Linked DNA regions of Larimichthys crocea: region 2 is linked to region 1. The links are chromatin contacts, called in public Hi-C maps. All regions are on one chromosome and are shown on one strand. Each heading gives the region's core, a stretch centred on a gene start, on an enhancer-like site or on the middle of the called end of the contact. The rest is flanking DNA. Distances are from core to core; before and after follow the strand shown. Region 1 holds the start of cviih19orf47 (chromosome VII C19orf47 homolog). Region 2 holds the start of actmap (actin maturation protease).

Region 1 (4,675 bases), core at 1,864-4,363:
TTTGCAGTGTTACATTGTTAGATATTTTCAGATCATAATGATGCAGAACTGCATCCACAACTTGTATACTTAATATTTATAAAAGGGGATGGCGCCTGCTTGATTTGATTGATCCTGATTTAACTTTATAGTTTTTCTTCAGAGCATACTGGTTTCCTCTAGTCATTAATATGCACCACAAATGGTCAGTTTACATTGACCTTGTTAAGACAAACGTCAATAAATGGCACCAGTGTGATATCATCTTGCAATAAAAGGCAGATTTTGTTGCCAACATATTGATTTTTACCCACCGAAAACTTAAGCTTTGTATCTGCAGACACTAATCCTGTGACACATATTAAGCCTTTTTGATTTTTATTACTGCAGGTTTAATATTGTACAGCTGTTGAATCATGTTGCCTCTGGCTGGGCTGATATACAGGCCACATGATTGTCTCATTACAATAAAGCAATGTAGACATTTGGTGAAACAAACAAGCAACAGTTTAAACGAATGAAATTCACCATCATCCTTCTGTTGTAAGCCTGATGTGGACTCTGAAAAGTAAAACGCAGACACTCACGAGTATTGGCAGTTCGTCTGAGCTCAGCTTTAACACTGGTCTGTCCTGAGGAGATGGCCTCGGTGGCCATTTTGCACATGTCCTGAAGAGGGAATACATAATACAGAGGTTATATAAAGTCACAGGCTACCATGATTCACTGAGCAGACAGCAGTGACGCTGAAAGAAATCCATTCTCCATGACTGCATTCACGACAATATAACTCCAGTGGTATTTTGTGCGTTCATGTGTGCACGATACACCAGTCCACTGTGAACGTTTCATTACTTCAGAACATGAAACTCTGATCTCACCTGCCTGTAGACCTGCTTGGCATGTTTAAGAATGGCAATGATGTCGCCTATGACTGTAATGCCGAGGTCCATCATGATGTCTTTACTGAGGTCCATCAGCATGTTCTTGTGAATTCTGCAGTAACACACAAAACAGAAAAATAATGTGTTGGCACTTCTGTGTGATCCTAATGACAACAAGTAAGTAACATGGATTTTTCACTGGACTCTTGGATCTGCCATAATAACCAGATGAATGAAATCAATTTAGTTCATAAAATGTCACATTATGACAAAATACTGTGGAGACATTGCTCATCGGATGGTCTCTGTGTGGTTGTGGTTGACCGTGCACCAGCCACCACAATGTGGGATGTGAAACATTGAGATTAAGACGTTTTATTTCTCTGATTTACTGCTTTGTTTACTTTGCTATCGCTGCTCGATCACTTTATTCACTCTCTAGGTCGCTTAACCACTGATGCTCTCTCTCTGCACAGGGTCAACTTTGAATTGTGCGTTTACAACAACTGACAAATCCTTCTCACTCTGCCTTTAAATCTGAGATGAGCTGAATGTACTCTGGTTTGTGGTTTATTGGATAGATTTAATTTCCTCAGAGAGAAAGGATGAGAGCAAAATCTCACTTTCACATGTAGATCATGATTACATGATCATATATATATTAATCATATATTGAGTCTAAATGATTGAAAACAATCAGTAAAACCAACTGGCTTGTCATGATGACACAGCCTAGATGATGAAAGAGACTGTCATGGCTCTGCTCCTCGACATCTTCACATCATTCGGCAAAGAAAACTCCACCATGACCATCGCACAACAAAGACACAAAGCCTATGAGAAAGACGAGGTTACCTGTTGTCCACGAAGGAGACGGCATACGTGACAGCGAGGCCGGCTGGGATCCCAGCATCCTTAAAAAACTGAATCCACTCCGAGGTGGCTAAAAAAATAAAATAAAATAAAAGAGGATTAGCAGTCAGGCAACAGAAAGAAACACCCAACCACTGACGATGAATTGAATTAAATACTAACAAATACTTTATTTGTTGATCAATTTACTGCTTAACATACAACCCCCAAAACTCACAGGTAACATCTCCGAAGTGTTAAAATGTAAAACACTCATATAAACCAGAACTGGGCAACTTCTCTGATTAACCTGTGACATTAAGCAATGATTAAAATCCTTTCTCTCATTATCTACTCGTTAACGGATGCCTCAGTAACAGTAAACTGGCTTAATAAAATAAAGTTTGTCTTATTATTAAACCTTTATTTAAGCAGGAATGGTTTCCATTGAGATTAAAAATATATTTTCAAAGGGAGATAGCAGCACAAACAAACAGACACAAGACACACAGACAATATTACAAAACATAGTAGTCTTAAAAATGCTACAACACACATTTGGTACAGATAAAATATAAAAGTTGATGCTTGATCTCAGTAATCCTGTAGCCTACAGTGGGGAGAGGGCCCTGGCACAAAACCCCAGATATAAACCTGAGGAGACAGCAGCCTGCTGGGGTCAAACACATGCCCACCATGGCCAGCTGGAGGTTATTTATAACGCCAATTATGAGACGTGTTGTGGATGTATTAACAGATACGGGGTGAAGGATGCACAGCAGCTGTCCAACATGCACAGACTGTGACTGATGAAGTCAGACGGTGGCTAATAAATCTCTCTCATCAAGTGATTTCTATTTAAAAAAGGCGCTGTACCGACATAAAGCCACATTTTAGGGGTCAACCGGGGGTGAAACTGGATTTCAAATCTGATATACAGTCAACGCCGGGTTAGCTCATGTTAGCATTAGACGATGATCTAACCATACCAGTCGGACCCGCATGTTTTAAAATAGGTGAGACTTTGAGGCAGGGCTCGCTCCCGGAGTCTGTTTGAGTCAATAAAAGTGAAATCAAAGTGAAATCAAAGTGAAATCAAACATGTGAGGCAGCGACGAGAGCCCGTTTGTGTTAGCATCGTGTTAGCATCGCGTTAGCTGCGGCTCCAGTTGTGAATTAAAACGCGGTTATCTGTCCAACAGCGACGGCCACCGCAGACAAAACCACCCGTAAACACTCCAAACATTAACCTGAACCCACGCCCTGCTCGTGTCTAACATACAGCGACATACAGAGATGTTTTAATTGTTGCTAAGTTGGACCCGGCCGGGCCGCTCAGCGCTCACCTGTTGTCACGGACGCCATGTTTACAATGAATGTGCGGTGACGTCAGCTACATCCGGACAGGCAGCGGGTTTTTTTTTTTTCAAACTTTATTGAAACAACAAACAAACAAACAAGAAATTCAGTCATACTAGTTCACATTGTACAATATAATAGTGACATAGCATCGGCATAGTTACATGACAGTATAATTAAGATAGTTAAGGAAGAACCCTTGAATAAGGAGGACTGGATTCAAAGTATTAAAGTTTAAGTTGAATTTATTATTCTTGTATAAGAAGGAGCGTTTAACAGTGCAAAACACAAAAGAGTTACAGAGGAAAAGGCTCTAACAGTTCTTATACAATTTTCTCAAAATGGGCTTCCTTTTTTGGTTTTCGGCTTAGTAATGAACATTATGCGTCTTGTCCAAAATGGCACTTTCCTTAACCTGTCTCTCTTGTCCTTGAACTATTTTTTAATCATCTCTCCCTGCCAGCCTCAGTAAACCAGATAAGGGGCGAGATATGCAAAAGACAGAAAACACACACACTCTCTATAAGAGTTAAAACATCTGCACCCCAGTATACTCCTAATTTTTATAACAAGGATCAAAAAGAAAGAGCATGAAAACAAAAAAGCAGAAATAAAACTTAGATGTGACAGATTTGTAATCTTACATGTAAATAAAGTTCTAGTTATAACTGCTGTGACAGGTTATTGGTTGAAAATATCTGCATGAATATTCATTATAGATAGACATTTTTTTTAGTAATTAACTTAAGAGACTTAAAATAATAATCAACTTAAATGATGGTGATGAATCTTGAAATTTACATTTATGGATGTGAAATTTCCCTAATAAAATATAGGTTGACAATAATACATAGTTTCTTTTCTTTGTATTTAAAATAGGTTGACAATAATACATAGTTTCTTTTCTTTGTATTTAAAATAAGTAATAATGTTTTTTCCTCAATGCTGATTTCATGTTTTGTTTTACACAGTATATAGTTCTCAAGCTCTTTTTAAAATGTGCTACTATACGGGCAACCATAAAATAAATGAGTTACAGTTTCAGGTTCGGTTTTTACAAAAGATACATTTGTTATCAATATCAAGGAATTTTGATATATATGCTTCAGATGGGTATATGTTATGTAGTATTTTTAAATGTAATTCTCAGATTTTATTTGTGACACAGAATTTAAAAGGAACAAGTCAAGCTTTATGTCAATTAATATCCATAAAGATGGCATTGCTATTTTCTTAACACTGTAGAAACATTGTCTGATCTGTTTGTTTATTAGTGCATGTTTTACTCAGGATGTCCCGGACAGGCAGCTCGCGCTGCTGCTGCTCGCGTGACGCAACTTCCTCCGCGCGCAGCTCTAAATCCAATACCCTGCTGTGGACGCTAGAGAGCAACACAGACTGTGAGGTGACGCGAAGCAGCCTCAGCAGAAACCCATGACGACTTTTATCACCGCTTGTGTCGGTAGATGTGTTTTTATTTGAATGTATCCGCATTTAAACATGAACATATTTAAACATAAACACAGTCCTGGTCGCCTCGTGAACGTAGGTCCAATATTTAACTCACCTTTTAGCTCTGTTTTTGTCTTCATAAACTCCTG
Region 2 (4,159 bases), core at 523-3,022, 140 kb after region 1:
TATCTGTCCCTCATGCATGAGCTGCCGCGTTGTCACAAAACGGATGAATACTGTCGATTTAAGCCCGCAGCATTTGTTTCAAACAGGTTTTAATAACTTAAAAAAAGATTATTTAACCGTTTAGCTCGGTGTTGTAGCAGCAGCACTCACCTCGGACTGATGAATGAAAACCCTCCGGACTGCTCAAGTCTCGCGTGTTCACGCGTTAAGACACCGAGGTCTTCTTCTTCTTCTTCTTCTTCTTCTTATAGTTGCATATACCGCCATCTTCTGGACTTTACTTCTTTACTACTTCTTTTTCTTTTCCTTTTTAAAAATTCTTTTAGTTAAAACAAGATATCCCATTATGATTTTCCTTCCTTCTCTACATTTCCTATCTATTATACTTTTGACACCACTCTCCACTGCTCCTCTCCCTTTCATATCCATGACAATCAACCATCACATGCTCCACTGTCTCTCTCTTCCCACAGCTACATAGACCAGTTGGATGTTTCCCTACTATATATTTACTGTGCTATTCAATCTATGTGCCCTATTCTTAGTCTGCTCATGGTCACCTGTTCCACTCTGCTACCTCCACAACAGCCCACCTCTCCTACTTCATCTAGTAGTTTATATAAATGTCTCCCCTTTTCCTGGATTTTCCAATATTGTTTCCATTGATTGATTATTTCTTTCCATATTAAACTTTGTCCTTCTGCTTTTGATAATTTTACTTTCATTCCCACCTCCTCTTTCTTTGCTGCGTCCTTTGCCATTTGATCTGCTTTTTCATTCCCCTGTATTCCTAAAAGAGCTGGTACACACATGAATGTTATTTCCCTTCCCTGCTGTGCCAATCTGGATGTTCTCAACAGTATTTCATATAATATTTCCTGATGTGTTTTTGCTGCCCTGTTTTTAATGCTTAAGAGTGATGACACCGAGGTCGTTTCTGTTGTTACACTAAATTATATGACCACTTCAAAGTGTTTTCTCATTTTAATATCTGCTGTTTTTGAACTTTGCCACGCATAGGGTCAAACATTTTAAGACCTTAAGACAAGTAAAGCAATGGAAAGAAAGAAAGAAAAATCTTATAGGGGATCAATCAAAAGTAAAAGTTGATAAACTGTCATACAGCTATAGGGCTTTCTTTGATTTCATAGGTTTTAAAGAATCAAAGTAAAGGTGCAGTTCGAGTATAACCAAATTATTTATGTTACATTCTAGTTTTCTGTCCTCCATTATGAAACCAAATCTCACATTTTTATCAAGTCAGGGGTGGCACATCTATATTATTATAGGTTAAGTCTTTCCAAAACAAATCGGATAGATTGCTAGAAAACAATAAATGTTCAAGTGTTTCTACTTCTGTTTTACACATTCAGCACATTCACTACAGTCCAAATTAAATATAAGAAGTTAAAATTCACCGCAAGGATAAATGTCATTTATTGAGTGTACCTCTTTCGCTTTAGACATTTACATCTAATTCTCTTGATGTTCAACGTGGAGTATTTCTTTTGAGAGAGAAAGGAAAAAATTCTTTGGTGAGAGTAGTTCTCAAAAATGTGTTGTTACACATTTTCTCTAATAAAGGTTGGTTATTTATGGACAGAGTGGGTAGTTCAGGTGTTATCGGCATGTACATTAAAGTTCCCTTAATCATACAGATAAGAGCCTGTGGAAATGCTTTAATTAAAGCCAAGTAGTCGTTTCTGGAACATTAATTATTATATTTATGACTAAAATCATCAAATTTTGTCGCCATATAAATAGTATTTTCTGCCTCCTGGTCAGGTAACTATGGTAACGGTTGTCCGGACAGCCGTCACTGCGTCTGTTGATGCTGTAGTGGGCGGTGTGCCTCGAGCCGTTGGTGTGTGTGATCCTTCGTGTTTGCTTTTTGTTTGTTTGTTTGTTTTGTTACGGATCATTCTTCTTAAATCAATACTGATGACGAAACTTATTGCATATAGATTTAAGTCGATTAATTGAGGTAGACCGTTGTGACCTGCAGAGGGCAGCTGTACGTCGTTGTTGCGTCTGAATCTGCCGGAAATTCAACAGACGAAGAAGAAGAAGAAACATTACGCGAACACTTCCTAATATGGGCAAAACACCGGTTAGTTAGTGCTAGTTAGTTAGCCAGCGGTGCTAGTCATGAACCAGTGGAAATAAAGTGAATATGACATGCTTACTTTATGTTTGTGAGCGATAACCGTCAACAGGAGAAACTTTATGCACTCCGGGGTTCAAATATCGAGTTAAGACAACTCCTTGAAAGCAGCAGAGCTACTGAGAGGTAGGAGAGAGGTGGTAAACACTAACCAAGCTGCTGTTTCTCCACAAAGCAGGTCAGGAAAGATGTCACTGCCCTGCACCTTGTCTCCTCCACCACCTCCACCTCCTGCTCCACCACCACCTCCTCCACCTCCTGCTCCAGGTCTACCTCCTCCTCCTCCTCCTCCACCTGCTCCAGGTCCACCTCCACCTCCTCCAACAGCCTCCCAGCCCAAGAAGAAGCTGTATCAGACTATAGCCAGTAACAGGAGTGCTGTGGAGGGGAACCACACAGAGGCTTGCCTGCTGCTCAGTCAGAGAGAGAGCAGGTTAGATTTATCATGACAGGACACTTTATCAAGATATCTGTTTATTTTGTTATGCTTGGATTAAGTCTGTAGTTCCAGCCATATCTTGTTTCATGCATGTGTTTCTAGTTTAAAATCCTCATGAATGATGTGTGTGTTGATGGTTATGCATCTATTTTCTGTCGCTGTGTAACCTCTTCAGGGTCCGGAGCCTAATCCAGCTGACTTAGGGCAAGAGACAGGGTACACCGGTCACCAGTTCACCACATGGCACATTAATATCCTCTGATTGTGGACTGCCGATTGAATTATTATTTTTCGACACTTTATTAACCTTAAAGCTCAGAAGGTAGAGCAGTTGTCCTTTGATACTGTATATAAATCTTAGTATTCACAGCTTTGTTGGGTTGTTTGACAAGTATGTATGACCTTTTGCTCAAAAGCTTAAAAAGGTGTCTGTCAGGATCTATCAGTAAGGATGAGTGTCAAGCGAACTGGCTGGGCGGAGTGAGGTTTTTCCTGTTCTTATTTTGAGGGATAGCCAAAAAGAGTTTTTACTAACTGTGTTTGTCATTGTTATTTCAGGTAATAGGGCACAATAAAAGGTTGTTTGTTTCCGTTACAGGATAAAGTAGTCCGATGACTGGTGGTTTGATCCCCGGCTCCTCTAGTCTGCACGTCACAGACACCCCATATTGCTCCTGATGCAACATCAGTGAATGTGTATAAATGGTTAGCTCCTAAAAACTGATGATCAGTTGGTGCCTTGCAGGCCAGTATATGAATGTCTGTCTGAATGGGTGAATGAGATATGTAAATGGTAAATAGTAAATGGACTGTACTTGTATAGTGCTTTTGTAGTCTTACTCAAGGCGCTTTTACACTACATATCTCATTCATCCATTCACACACATTCGTACACTGATGGCGCAGCACTGGGAGTAATTTGGGGTTCAGTATCTAAGTATATCAAGGACACTTCAACATGCAGATTGGAGGAGGAGCTGGGGATCAAACCCCCAGTCATCTGAATAATGGACAACCGCTCTACTTCCTGAGCCACAACCGCCCCAAAAAAGCACCTTGGGTGGTTGGATGACTAGAAAGGAAATACAGTCCATTTACCATTACCATTTACTTTATATTGAAAGGTGTTCCTCATATCTCATAACATCGACAGAAACGCTTCACATAACATTGGATCAAGTTTTCTCTGATAACAAAGTAAACAAAAAATGAATATGCAGTCTCACAAAGAGGATTAGCCATTATTCATCTATTAGTCACACTTGTGATTTGCATTGTAATGTAATAATGTGTATTACGTGCTGTTTCGTTTGTGCTTCAGTTTTAGGAAGGACCTGCAGTGGATTCTGGTGAACACATACGTGCCGTCCCTCATCCAAGATGGTCCACAGTAAGTCAGTAAACTGTGGTGTCTTGTCATTCTCACCTTGAGCTACATTTGACTAAGTAAACAATTGCGTAACACAAATAAAACTAATACCACAACTGTTTTGTGCACAATGTGACTATTGTGTTATTAATTTGACCTGAGGGATTTCATGTTCAAGTCATTAAAC

Evidence for each region. A called contact is a pair of places that touch in the nucleus more often than the background predicts.
Region 2: a contact with region 1 is called in a Hi-C map of muscle, with 14 times the contacts expected there. The contact joins the promoter of actmap here to the promoter of cviih19orf47 in region 1. A contact is called at or near these places in 2 of 7 Hi-C or Micro-C datasets (both in muscle).

What each region holds. Positions count from the first base shown.
Region 1 is chrVII:17,528,790-17,533,464 of L_crocea_2.0, forward strand. cviih19orf47 (chromosome VII C19orf47 homolog) reads right to left here and starts at 3,114. Exons shown (of 8, transcript XM_010746404.3): 1 at 3,062-3,114; 2 at 1,719-1,806; 3 at 861-975; 4 at 567-648. The coding sequence starts at 3,080.
Region 2 is chrVII:17,674,800-17,678,958 of L_crocea_2.0, forward strand. It overlaps actmap (actin maturation protease), which reads left to right and starts at 1,773. Exons shown (of 7, transcript XM_019252850.2): 1 at 1,773-2,251; 2 at 2,343-2,597; 3 at 3,925-3,993. The coding sequence starts at 2,190. snrpa (small nuclear ribonucleoprotein polypeptide A) reads right to left here and starts at 232. Exons shown (of 7, transcript XM_027280621.1): 1 at 151-232.